2 separate regions of the Capra hircus genome follow, and region 1 is linked to region 2. A link is a contact called in public Hi-C data. All regions are on one chromosome and are shown on one strand. The core of a region is the stretch at or near the end of the contact, and the rest is flanking DNA. Distances in the headings are between cores, read along the strand shown. Region 1 overlaps CTTNBP2NL (CTTNBP2 N-terminal-like protein). Region 2 holds the start of CTTNBP2NL (CTTNBP2 N-terminal-like protein).

Region 1 (6,972 bases), core at 3,335-5,834, 57 kb after region 2:
CTATCTTCTGAGATAAACAAGCACAATACTGCAATGGATCAAATAATCCAATTAGGTATTATAGATTAGTATTTAAGTTTGCCGTAGACTGTGTGTGTGCTAAGTGAAAGTTCCATGATTCCCAGTTCTGGTCTTAACCCATGTTGCGAGAGCTGTTCCTGGCCAACAGATCATCATGATGTGCAGCACATAGCGCAAGCACCAGTTATTAACACCTGTAAAACCAAATGTACCGTGCAGAAGTCTTCATCCATTTTTATAGCAGACTACATTAAAACAACTTAAACCATACTGTCTGGGCAGAAGCAGTCTTGTTTGTACCAAGTGGAGAATGCTGCACAGCAGGGCCCATTTTGTTGGGGGAGGAGCAGATTGGGAAAAAGGGACCACTGGCTCCTGGCTTCAAAAAAAGCAAACGAAGATACACGACCTATCCAGGTTAGACCCCAAAAGGACATGGGACATTGGTTTTCCTTAGAATCTTGAAGCTGAGAGAAGCCTTCACAATAGTCCAGTCTATAATTTTTAAATCATTTGGGGGTTCTGGACCTTTTGAGGATCTTTAGAATAGATGGACGCTGTCCCCATAAAAATGTATATGCTTATGTGCAAAATTCAGTTGATGGCTTCATGGCGTCCAGAGACCCTGAAGCCATCCATAAATCCTGTCCTGTAAGATAACGCCTGATCTTGTCCAGCCCTTTCATTTCACAGATGACTCATGACTCTGGTCTTGGTCCAGTGCTATTGCTGCTACGCTGTTAGCAAATGCAAGTGTAGCCAGATAAGAGCACTTGAAAATCCTTTGATGTACAAAAGATGTTCACACAGTGTGGTTGTTTACATATCTACATTCCTAGCATTTAAGCCAATTACTGGTTATATCCATTTTTCAGCAAGTACTACCTGGGTCGAGAAGATCCCCTGGAGGAGGACATGGCAACCCCCTCCAGTGTTCTTGCCTGGAGAATCCCATGGACCAGGGAGCCTGGCAGGCTACAGTCTATAGGGTCGCAAAGAGTCAGACATAACTGAAGCGACTTGGTACACATATGTAACTTATAAAGAGTACTTCTAATGCTTGGCTCTTGAAACAGAATTTCAAATGTCTTTTGAAAAATGCATCACAGGTAGGAAATGAGCATCATTTGTTCCAAAAGAATAATTTTAGTTGCTATAAAACTAGTTGAGAAAACCTGAGAGCCTGTCCACCCATTTGCTCACATATCAATGGCCAGTTTACTGGTAAAAGCAAAGGAAGAGAAAGGACACTGGGGTACTGGTTCTCAAACTGGTGTTGTACTCACAGGAATCCTGCTAAAAATAAAGATTCCTGGGGACTGGGCCTGAGGGCCAGCTGATGCAGGTGATTTGAAGATCACATTTTGAGAAATAGTTCCTCATAACCCTCACTTGTTCTTTCACAAGAACTCACTTGCCTCTAACAGAAGGAAATGACTTAAAGCTCTGGAATCTGTCTTGCAAGAATGTCAGTGGTATTCGAAGTCAAGAGTGCCTACTTGGATTCCAAGGACCATGTTAATGATTTCACTCACATCTTCCCTTAGTAATTGGCGCAAGGGTGCTGCAAAGTGTTATCCCTGGTGTACACATGAGGTAGTGGTGAATACCAGAGGTTTGTACCGGGTACCTTAGTAGGTGACAGGGCTGGACTGAAAACCCAGTGCTTTGCTGCTTCCACTACCTGTTTCCCAAATGAGAATCTCCTGAGTCACTCATTACGCCAGTTCCAGGCCCCTCCCCATAGAGATTCCAATCAGTGGACCAAGGTGGAGCTCAAGATAAGTGTCTGGGCTGCTGCTTAGCATGAGGCAGGTTTATACCTCACAGGACACCATGCTGCTGCTTTACCACCCTAACCTAGAGGCATTTATCAGCTCAGGTAAGTGGAACAAAAAACACTAATTCCCCTCAAGCAACTGAGATCTCTTATATAATTAAGATAGAGACAGAAACCAACATAGCTATTAGAGAAAAACCTCAAGGTACTCACAATCCAGTTGGGGGACACACTATGTTATAAAAAGAGACTAGAGACAATAATGCAGGTGGGGTGGAAATACCATATAGGGTCACTAAAGGCGGTCCTAGCAAAAATAGCTGTTTGTGGGCGGAAACAGTTCACTAGAGAAGAAGCAAATGCCTTTTCTCCTCTCTCCAAAGCATTATTTACCTGGACTTCCACACCATCTCCCTGTGTTTCCAATATGTTTCAGTTGGCTTATCTTGGTCTTCAGATGAAAGCTAAGTCCTGTTTCAGAGAGACTGACAGAGCTCCCAGGCCACAGCAGTCTGCAAAAACATTATCAAGTAACCTGTAGAGAAGACCTAGGAATGTGTAAAAGCCACGCTGACAAAGGACCTTCTGCCAAAATACCACATTACCCATAAATGTCCCCTCCTACCCTGTAAGTCTCCATAAGCAAAAGGGGAACGACAAGGTTTGAATAGAATCCAGTGGGTCCTGGGATACCTGCAAGTGACTGCTTCCCTTGGAGGGATATGAAAGCAGTTTCTCCTTTTGTCCCAGTGGTGTGAACGTCTGTGCTGCTGTTAAGACTGGAGGGGCACTGGGAAGGTCGCGTGGCTCTGCCCACACCACTGTGAAATGGCTGGCTTGGAAAAATTACTGGGAAGTGTAGCAGCAAGACTGGCCTTCTCCCTGGGGAGTCACCTACTTAATCTGACAAGAGTCCTACTAATTAACTCAGCATGGTAAACACGCAGGTCCCCCTTCAGGAATGAAGGATTTATTTTCCTAGCTGCAGGAAATGCTGACAGGAAACAGCTCTTGGCTGTAAGCCCTTTGGAAAGCAATTTGACACCAAGGTCACATCTCCTTTCATGGGCAGTCCATATCCAAAGACTGATATGGAGCATAAAGACCTGGCCCCCTTGTCCCAAATCAAGAGAGCTCTGACGGGTCATCCGAGCTTCTAAACTCCCTGTAGAGCTGACTAAGCCCTGCGTTGAGACTGCTACAGCTCAACTGTCCCCACCTCTTCTTTTTCCTCCCTCCCCTCTTCCTTCCTGTGGATTCCAAGGGTTCTCTCTGATAAGCCTGTGTGTGTTCAGTTGCTCAGTTGTGTCAGACTCTGCGACCCCCAAGGACTGTACACTGCCAGGCTCCTCTGTCCATGGGGATTCTCGATTCTCCAGGCAAGAATACTGGAGTGGGTTGCCACGCCCTCCAGGGGCTCTTCCCAGCCCAGGGATCAAACCCAGGTCTCCCACAGCACAGGCAGATTCTCTGCCTTCTGAGCCACCAGGGAAGCTCTTGGTAAGCTTCCTGCACCTTAATCTCTCAGACTCTGTTCTTTCTGGTCGTGACTAAGTCCCCTAAATGTGGGCGGACACATTTTCTGAGTATTTTATTTGGTACCAAGCTGTCAATCATGTATATTACATGTGTTACTTCATTTAATCAACACAACTACTGAAAGAGGCAGGTTATTCCTGCTTGACCCATAAAGTAATGAAGGCCTACTGAGGCCCAGGACATTGCTCAAGGTCCTACAACCCAGCTGGGCTGAGAGTCAGGGGCACAGCTGGGATTCAAACCTTCACTCATTAGGCCTTCAAGTCCACTCTCCTTCCAGTGGCCATACTATAGTAGAAAGTATGTAGGACATTTGGGATTTCCAGTGACTAAGACTCTGCCCTCGCAGTGCAAGGGCCTGGGGTTCAGTCCTTAGGGAACTAGATCCTACATGCCACAAGGAAGATCGAAGATCCTGCAACTAAGACCCGATGCAACCAAATAAGTAAATAATTTTTTTTAAATATGTAATACATGTGGGAAGTTCAGAACATTAGTTTGTGGACAGTAATACATTTAAGTATGAACCCCTGGTTTGTTAGCTTTCTTCTGAGACTGAGCTAGGAGCAGGACACTGAAAGAGAAGAGGCTTTGGTGGGGAGAAGAGAGAGGGATGACACATGGCATCATCAAGTGTTAGAGTGAGAAGGAAGCTTAGAGCCCCTTGACTCTAGCTCCCTTGTGCTGCAGATGGGGAGAACAAGGCTAGGTCTAAAGGTCTAGCTCACTCTTTCTGCTCAGCCACCTGCGCCTTTCCTGAGCCGACCTGGGACCAGAATTCCTAGCCCAGCCCCGGCTGTTCCCTCAGGCGCTCTTTCCTCCTCTCGCCTGTTTCTCCACAATGTCTGACCTTTGATCCTGTCCACCAGGGCTCTGCCCTCCGCCTGCTGGCCTAGGGCCACCTGCCATTCTGGTTGCCACAAAAATCCCATCCTCATGCCTGTGAACCGGTTTGACAGCCAAGGTGAGGCTGGGAGTGGGGAGGATTGCAGAGCTTCTACTCCGAGGCTATGCCTCCATCTGTAGCATCAGCTCTGGGAAGCACTTACTCACAAGGCATGACTTCCTCCTCCGGAATGGACAAGAAGCCTCTGAAGCCATGAGCACCTACCTCTCCCGGCTTGTGAGTCTGACCTGCCACACCTGCCTGTGGAGGAGACTGCAACTGAATATTTGGGGAGAGACACCTCCTTCCCCTGCTCCTCCTGCCCACCTGAACTCAGACCCACAGCTCTCCCAGGAAGGGTCTTCTGTATTCTCCAAAGACTTCCCCATCTCCCTTATAGTGGCCACCCCCACCCCCAGCCCACCTAACCCAAATCAAAACCTCTCAAGACCATCTGGGCCTCAGGGCAGACCGGGTGTCTAGGGGTGGCAGACTGGTAGCCACAGCACACAGGCCCCTTCTTCATCCCTAGTGTGTTTTCCTCTCCCAAGTCTTGGTGAGTCAGCACCACAGGGCCACACACAAGGCTCCTATTCAGGGCTCATTTTCCTTCCGCTCTGACTTAGATCTTGGCATCTCTCTCTCTCCCCCTCTCATTCTCTATGTGAGCCTTATTCTCAGCATGGGAAAGCTCTGCTCCCTGCCCTGTGCCTCTTCGGTTTCTCCCAATACCGCCCCCTCCCCCACCCCCAACACACACACCCACATTCCTCATCCTTACCTTCTGGGAGTTGTCAGTCTACCTCAGTTCTACCTCAGTTCTACTGCCAGTTCTACCTCAACAAGAGGTAGAACAAAGTAGAAATGTTAAACTGTTAAATCCTCATTCACATATTTTTAACGGGTGTTTGTTGTTGCTGGCTCTATGCAGATCTGAGCTATACTGAGGAGACACACACACACACACACACAAATCCCCTGGACATTTGCTGTGCCTGCCTGACACTGACACAGCTTATGTTTATTAAGCACTGACTCTGTGTAAAGCCTTATGCTAAAGGCTGGCATTTACACTGATGAGGGACACCCCAGAGTACTGCCAGGCAGCAAGTTCCCCAAAAGGGTGGCAGGGCCTCAAGTGCCTAAGAAGTTCAGGATTTAAATAAACAGAAGACAGAGGGATACAGGGTCGTACTGATCGGGGTGTACCTATAGGTATGCAGGACCTGGGGATGGGAAGTTAGGAGCAGCAGGAAAAGTTCAGAACAAGGATTGGCCATCCTCTGTGTAACCTTGAGCAAGAACTAACCTTGCTAGCCTTCATTTCAGCATCACGGTAAAGAAGCTATGAGAAACTTCCTTTGAGGTTTTCTGACATTAAGCGCGAAAGTACGTAAGACACGGTGAGTGCAGGCAGATTATTTGCAGCCGCTGGGGTATGGATTTCCCTGGTGGCTCAGACAGTAAAGCATCTGCCTACAATGCGGGAGGCCCAGGTTGGATCCCTTGAAGATCCTCTGGGGAAGGAAATGGCAACCCACTCCAGTACTCTTGCCTGGAAAATCCCATAGACGGAGGAGCCTGGCAGGCTACAGTCCATGGGGTCACAAAGAGTCGGACACGACTGCGCGACTTCGCTTTTGGGGAATGGAGCAACCGGCGAAAGGGTCTAGAAGGGAAGCTGAGAGGTTGCCACGGGCAGCCTCGCTCTTCATCGGAAAGCTGAATCGCTAGCGCCCCCTGGTGTTTCAGTCGCTAAGATTTTCTCTGCACCCAAGTCTGGCTGCACACCCACTTCCCTAGGAAAGGACCGGTCAGCAGTCTGGAAGGGACCCGCTTCAGACGGACTGGCGTGGGCAGGGTTGTGTCCCTTCCCCACGTGCGCACCCTACCGCCTCCTGCAGCTCAATCACCAGTCCCCGCCTTAAGGCGTGGAAGCCCAAATTCCTAGAAGGGTAGTCAACAACAGAAATTGCCTCGTGGGGTTGCTGTGTGCCTTGACTGAGAAACTCTTAAGACTCCAAACCAGTTAAGGCATAAGTAAGCACTCAAAAGGGCTTCCCTGGTGGCTCAGTAGTAAAGAACCTGCTTGCCAATGCAGGCGACGCGACTTTGATCCCTAGGTAAGGAAGGTCCCTTAGAGAAGGCAATGGCAACCCACTCCAGTATTCTTGCCTGGAAAATCCCATGGACAGAGGAGCTTGGCAGGTTTACAGTCCATGGGGTCGCAAAAGAGGTGGACATAACTTAGCGACCAAACAACACACAAAGCACGCAGAAAGGATAGTTCCTAGTATTACGTAGCGCCTAATAGTACATATACACGCTTTAGTTGCTCAGTCATGTGCGACTCTATGCGACCCCACGGACTGAAGCCCACCAGGTTCTTCTGTCCACAGGATTCTCCAGGCAAAAATACTGGAGTGGTTTGCCAGTCCCTTCTCCAGGGGATCTTGCCCACCCAGGGATGGAATCTGGGTCTCCTGAATTGTGGGCAGACTCTTTACAATCTGAGTGACCACGGTGGCTCCTAATAGTAGGTGATCTCCTACTCCTAATTACCTCCTAATAATACTAATAATGCCTCCTAATAGTAGGTGCTCCATAAACTCTGTTAAGTGAGGATGACTATCAATACATATTTGTATATTCATTCATCCCTTTAATTATGCTTCAAAAATATCTTGCTCCTTTATACAGTTTATGGGGGGGGGGTGTCTAGAGAATAAACCTTATTAAGCCAAAC
Region 2 (6,863 bases), core at 80-2,579:
CTGTCTTGAGACAGTCTGCCTAGGTGAGTAGGAGGCCTCGGTACTGCTTTGCTTAATAATAATTGTTAATATTAGAAATAATACATTGAAATTAATTCATATTACTTATGCATTATAAATAATTGTAAGCATGTATTATATTTAAAGCAATGTGATTATTATTCTTTTAACCAGTTGAACTGGAATCCGTGAACGGGAAAAAGAAATCCAGAAACTTTGACCTCAGGAAGGGATGCACCCTCTCGCTTCTCTGGGTTATTTGGTGCTGGAGGGCTTAGTGCGGGGCTTCCCAGGTGGCTCAGCGGTAAAGAATCCACCTGCAATGCAGGAGATGCGGGTTGGATCTCTGGATCAGAAAGATGCCCTGGAGAAGGAAATGGCAACCCACTCCAGTATTCTTGCCTGGAAAAGTCCATGGACAGAAAAGCCTGGCGGACCCATTGAGTCACAGAAGAGTCGGACGTGACTTAGCGACTAAACAAGGGCTTGCTGCCACCAGATCTGCACTCCTGTGTTCACGAGGGACAGACATTCCTTGCATCCTCTACTGTCCTTTGTCCCAGCAGGGCTGCGGCAGCCTACAGTACAATGGGGCCAAAGACACAAAAATTCTCATTTGGAAAACAGCGTAGAAAACATTGACACACAAATTTTATTCATTCGATTTCTACCTGGAAAGGAAGTCGGGTTGGAAAGCTACCCGGCGTCTCCGCTCCAGGGGTTCCAGGGGCTCCAGAAGCTACTATTCTCTTCCAAATATAATGTGAAAAGAGGGGTCTCTGGGTTTTTCGTCTTTGCTCCCTTCTCTAGCACACGCTTTGTCCCCCTCTCCCCCCTCCCCCGCCAAAAAAAAAAAAAAGTGTGTCGGGGGGTAGAACAGGCAAGCCACGTTACCAGGTTTTCAACAACAGGTTTTCTAAACACCAGAGCGCACTTCATTTATTAACATTTTGGATGAAACGTTAATGTGCCCAGTCAGGACACCCGAAACCCATTCCTGAGCTTCCCCTACAACGAGGGTACACACGAAGCACTCGCCACCATCTGGTCCCGAAAGCCCATAGAAGGTGGAAAGTTGCAAAATCCGGGCCCGGAGGGGCGCAAGCCCACCCCGAGCCGGGGCAGGAGGACTACGCTTCCTCCCGGAAGTGACGTGAGCTCAATCCCAGCTTGGCTCTCCCCAAACAAAAGGGATCTTGGGGCCCCGGGAGGAGCCTAAATGACATTGGAGAAGCCCCTCCTCCAGCCGGCGCGGATTGGTTTCGGGGCTGGAGAGGCGAGGAGGCCATTGGCTCTGCCGAATGCCAGTGCCCCCGCCTGGCTGTTGAGGGGCGGGGCTTCGAGGGGCTGTGGATGGAGAGGGTGGCGGAGGCGGCAGGGAGAGGAACCTTGAGCGCCGGGAAAAGGTAGGAGCCGTTGGCGCCGGGGCTTGGCGGCGGCTGGGAGGCCAGGTTCTCGTAAGAAAAACAGGGGTAGAACCGCCGGTGTCCTCCCGCCACCGTCCCAACTGCCACTCGCGCCCATCCCCTGAGGGGGCGGGGCCGTCTCCTCTACCTCCCGGTATTCCCTGAGGAGGCGGCTCCTCATCCTTCGAGGGTGCTTGCAGCTACTTATTGTCCCCCATCAATCCCAGCTTCCCAGAAGGGGCTGGTTTTCCTGACACCCCTCATTTAAAAGGTCCCTCACCTAGCCCCTCAACCTTGGGAGAAGGCGTACAGGTTCCCATTCTTTAGACTGCCGCCCCCGCCCCCATTTTGTACCCCTAGGAGGCCAGACATCTCTTCCAACACCTGTCCTTGCTCGCAAGGGAGGGACCAGAGGTAATTTTATCCATAAGATAAAAATCAGTGTTTTCAAAAAGAAGAGAGATGGGACGATGCAAAAATCAAAAGACCCGACCTAGACAGCCAGCTCCACGGACGAATCGGCCTTCCCCAACTTGGGTTCCTCCCATCCCCCATTCTGTATTCCTGAGCCTTCCCCCTGAATCCTCTATTCTCCTATTGAGCTGGGGCGGGGGCGGGGGGCGGTATCGAGAGTTCCTCTGCTTGGGGACTTTTTGACTCTGGAGGAGGAGAAATAGTAACCCTTCCCGACCCCGCTTTGTACCTTTACTCTATTACTTGAAAGAGAACCTAACCTCTGAGGATTGTTTTTTTTTAGGTTTGAGTTGCGTTTCGTTTTTGCTTTCTATCCTATTTCTTCCTGAAAATTTGATGAAAAATCGCCTTTTAGTATTAAACAGTGAATTGAGCGTGTTGTATATCTACAGAGTTGTCGTTGTGGGTAGGAATGCAGTGTATATTGTTGGACTGTCCGTAACAGCATGCTTTCAAGTGAAGCAGTACAGATAACTAAATAAAGAGCTTTAGATTAGGAATGAGTGACTTCCAGTCTAGGTGGGCTGGTCTGTTGCTCAGGGAGACTGCAGTTAACCTTGAAGGTGTAGTTCTTTTGAAACAAAAGGGAGGAAGTGTTTGAAGAAAATTCAGGTTCAGTGGTCTAGGTTTATGATTAATCTGGTCAGGTAGCCTTTGGTTACTCTCTAGCCCCTATTTTATGGTGGGTTTTTTCCTCTAGGAGAAACTGATGTGTAATATATATATATGATGTTGACTGGCTTTACAAGACCAGTATTATCTACCAAAATTCAGGGGATAAAAATTAAAAGCACATTTTAAATTTCAGAGATAAGGATTAATAAAAGCAAGGTAAACTCTAGCTATTCAGACACATGTGACTACCAAAGAGAGTCTCTATAGGGTGCTCATAAAGACCTTCATTTCAGCAGGTGCAAAATATTGATAATTTTGGCCTAATGTAAATGCCATTGACTCCCCATTAACCATCTGTTGCTAGCGCTTTTATACATTAAAATCCGCCATATTTTTTAGCGTTGTTTCTTTTGCTTTCAATCCAAAGTCTGTCTTACTACTGTTTTCTGAAGTCAAAGATAGTAACAATGGGATTGGAGGAGTTGGAATCATGAGGGGCAATCATAAGGGCTGTCTGTTACTTTCCTGATAAGCGTCTCTGAAGGTAGACGTCATGAAGGTAATTAATTTTGAATAGTTAGGTTGGACGTTTTCGGAGCCAGTCTCCCTCTGCATAGACCCACTCAATGACTGTTTCCAGATCTCCAATAAAAAGGCCCAGAGAAGAAACTGCGGAGGGTCTCTCCAGCACACACCAAGCATACTGCAGTGGGCTGGTAAGGGCCCCCCAGCAATAGCAGCAGAGAAAAACTAAAAGCAGAGCAGTAAATCCCCAAAAGATATATCTTCCTTTATGAACAGAGAAAAGAAAATAAACCAATGTAAAGAGACTAAGGAAAACAAAGTTGTGGTGATTGCCAGGGCCTTTATGAGCAGAAAGGAAAAAGCAAATAATGCTCTTTGATTCCTTGGCATAACAAGCAAGATTTATTCGATACACATTTGAATCGCAGAAATCTTTAACTTTTTCGACACCTGTTTAGTAGTGTTAGATGAAGAAAAGCATCGTATGCAGAGATTTTTCTAATGTATGTGTAGTCTATCTCATTATAAAGTCTTCAGGAGGTGTTAGTATGTTTTGTTTCACCTTTATACCTTTCACAGTGCCTAGTATATAGTTTGACTTAATGAGTGTTGAACTTCATTTGAAGCTGACACCTTCCGGTAGACTAGAAAGATGTACTGATAAGATATGGCATATCTTGTTGGTATAAACAGTCCATTTCTTTCTGCCTTGTTTTCCCGATCTGATGTCTTCTGGCGCTCCAGTATCTTCAATGACTCTAAAATACTGAATTTTGTAGTAGAAGATGTCTGCTGGTTAGATATATAATTTTGAAGTAATGAATTTTGAAGTTTGAAATTTGAACCAGACTTATTAATGTAATCAGTGCTAGTCTTTTAGCATTTTATTTTTCTAAAAATCTGACCTGAGAGGAATGAAGTGAATTTAGGAGAACACACTAGGAACTGTTTTTTCTTTAAAAATGGTTTCTGAGAGTTTGGTTTTGACAAATTTCTGATCTACCTTGGGATTTTTTTAAAAATGAATTTCTAATTGACTTTATACTTTTCTAAACTAGGACCAAGTACATGATCAAGGATACACACTGTATTGGGTCGCTGAATGGAATCATGCAGACTGACTGTGGTGGGCATAATGCACTCAGCCTACAGTGGATTTGTGTCTTGGTAGAATCAGGTTTCCAGTACTACTAGTTAATCTGCAGAACAAGATTAGAATTTTTGACTTTTCTGAGTGGAGCAGAATGGTGTTTCTTGGATGTTTTTAGTGAAATAGTGTTTCACTTTTTATGTGAATTAAATGTAATATTAAATATTCTTCTACACCTTTAGCATTTAAACACCAGTGAAGAATTCATGTCTGATTTTAGTTATTGGTTGGTTTAATTTTAAATATTTCAACATAGAGCTAAGATGCATAAGTAGGGGAAAACAAATCTTTTACATGTCATGATCTCAGATACCTGATACAAGGATTTTTAGGCCACTGAATTGGTGTTTAGTGGCATGATACAAGAAGCAGAGATATTTTTAGAGGAAGTTTGTCCAGTCTGGTGGTTGACCCCAGGAATAGCTCATCAGCCTGTTACCAAAGGCCATTTTTTTCTTATTTCCTGAATGTTTGCTGCTAATAGCTAAAAATTGAATCTTCCTAGTTTTAGTTCAAAGCATTTCAGTGAGAAGATAGGTTATTTATGGCGAGGCGATAAAGTGTGCTAATTTACAGCACAGACTTTAAAGGCAAACCTGAGTTCAAATCCCAACTCTGTTGCTCTTTTGCTGTATGACCCAGGAGAAGGGCAGAATTTTCTACCTTCACCATATCTCAGTTTCCTCAGCTGTGACTTAAAAATGACTTTTAGAGGCTTTTTTTAAAAAAGGATTACAGGAACGTGGCATGTAGGAAGCACTCAATAATTGGTAGGTATTATTGACATTATTATAGCACTGCACGTGAGTTAATTAATATTGAATATTCTTTTACTCCTTTATCATTTAAACAAAGGTGAAGAATTAGTATCTGATTTTAGCTATGGGTTGGTTTGGTTTTAAATGTTTGACTACATAGCTACGTTTCCTAAGTAGAAGGAAACAGCTTGTGTATGTCGTGATCTCAGACATCTGACAGAAGAATTTTTAGGACAGTGTGTGTGTCTTACAGTGTGTGTTTCATAATTTTGTCATGTGCATTATCTTCCTTAAACTTGTTGGCCCTGGAAAAAGAAAGGCAAGGGATTCAACTATCTGATGTTTTCTCTCTGAGTTGTCAGTTATTCCACTCCAAACTGTCTCAAGTGCCTTCACTCTCAGTGTCATATAAACAGTTTCATGGATAGTGTGATCATGGTACAGGGTTGTACCTTCTGTGAGATTTAAGGGATTTTCCATGGCAATTTTGATTAATAGTGATTTTTTTTCCCTTTTGAAGACAGCTCTTCTACTGCCTCCAATGTAAGGAGCAGTTCATAGGAACAATCAAAATGGATGAGAAGAAACCATGGATGGGGAGTTAAGAGTAGAGGGCAGGGGAGTCGAGGACAGGGGTTGTGGGTTGAGGGAAGCAGGACTACAAACAGGCTTTGATGTAAAGAATGTAGTAATATGGCTTCTCCCTGCCAACTATTTCCAAGCTCTGTATTTCAGGTCCAAAGCCAGAGCTTTCACTCTTAACTGTGTGCTCTGCTGCTAAATGAATCCTTTCTAAATCTTTTGGAGCCACAAAGAATGTAATCCTTAATTGTTACTGAGTTCAAATAGAAACTAGGAAGGAAAACAAAAAGAGCACAGGATGATGGGGTTTACAGACAAAAAAAGACTTCTGACCCTGAGCCTTGGGAGCGTCTGCATGGATCCCTTGTACAAAGCCGCTGGGCAAGGCGAGGCTGAAGTGTGCTCTGGGTCTGTCAGGGAGGAAGGGGTGCAGAGGGAGAAGCAAGCAGGGATGAGTTGTTTCAATGGGAGATAAGAGCTATAAATTATAATGGGGAGGAGAGTCAACTGATGGGTAAGTTAGAGAGGAAAGAAGCACTAAGTTTGGGGGTTTGGGGGAGGAAGAGGTCCCCGTTCCTTGGTTTCTGCTGAGTAGGCCTTTCTGCTACAGCAGTGGAACTAGAGTGGGAACAGAACCAGGCTGTCTCCTAGCTGGTCCAATATTTGACCGCACAGACAAGGTCTGGTCCAGCCCTGTGTCAGCTTCTTATTGCCTCTTGTTCCCAAATTGAAGGCAGAGAGGAGATTTTCTGAAAAGGCTCCATCCCTAAAGACTTCCTTGCTTCTAAACCTGTAGCCTTCACCACACTCGCTGACTTTGAACATGTTCCTCTTGGTAGGGGGGGGGGGGCTAATTACTTCTCATTCAGTGTCTGTCTCACATCACAGTCATCATTTCCCCGAAAAAACCAGTTCCTTTTCTAACATCCCTGTTTCTGTTAAAGGCATCATCATTCTAGTAACCCAGCCTTAAAACCTCAGCTGATCTGGGATTATTTCTCCTCTTATCTCCTTAAATAGAACCAATACTAAGTTACTGTACATTCTTAACAAAGTCTCTTACATCCGTTTTTTTTTTTTTTCCACTCTTAACTGCCACCATCCTCGTTCACACATTTTAATCTTATACCTGCACTGTTATTCTGCCAAGTGCTTTTTCTGCTTGCAGTTTCTCTTCAGTCAAATCAGCTCTGTACTTCAAGCTTTAGCCTTCTTAAAACTATACTTTTATTGTGAGATTCACCTTGTTAAAAATGTTTAGTGGCTTCTTATTTCCTAAAAGATAAAGTCCAGTTTTATGATACATTTCTATGCAGCCAGCCTGTTTTGAATACCCCTTTGAACCAGAGACTG

The links. Hi-C and Micro-C count contacts between places; a contact is called where the count stands out from the background.
Region 1: a Hi-C map of blood shows a contact between it and region 2, with 2.7 times the contacts expected there. The contact joins the enhancer-like site here to the promoter of CTTNBP2NL in region 2. A contact is called at or near these places in 4 of 5 Hi-C or Micro-C datasets (blood and liver).

Annotation. Positions count from the first base shown.
Region 1 is chr3:89,765,982-89,772,953 of ARS1.2, forward strand. CTTNBP2NL (CTTNBP2 N-terminal-like protein) reads left to right here. Exons shown (of 5, transcript XM_018045918.1): 5 at 1-291. Among named protein-coding and RNA genes, the nearest start is that of WNT2B, 23 kb to the right of the region's middle. Within about 2 kb of position 4,585, at least 3 of the 5 cell types and tissues checked have an H3K27ac peak or open chromatin away from gene starts, as enhancers often do.
Region 2 is chr3:89,712,457-89,719,319 of ARS1.2, forward strand. It overlaps CTTNBP2NL (CTTNBP2 N-terminal-like protein), which reads left to right and starts at 1,330. Exons shown (of 5, transcript XM_018045918.1): 1 at 1,330-1,406.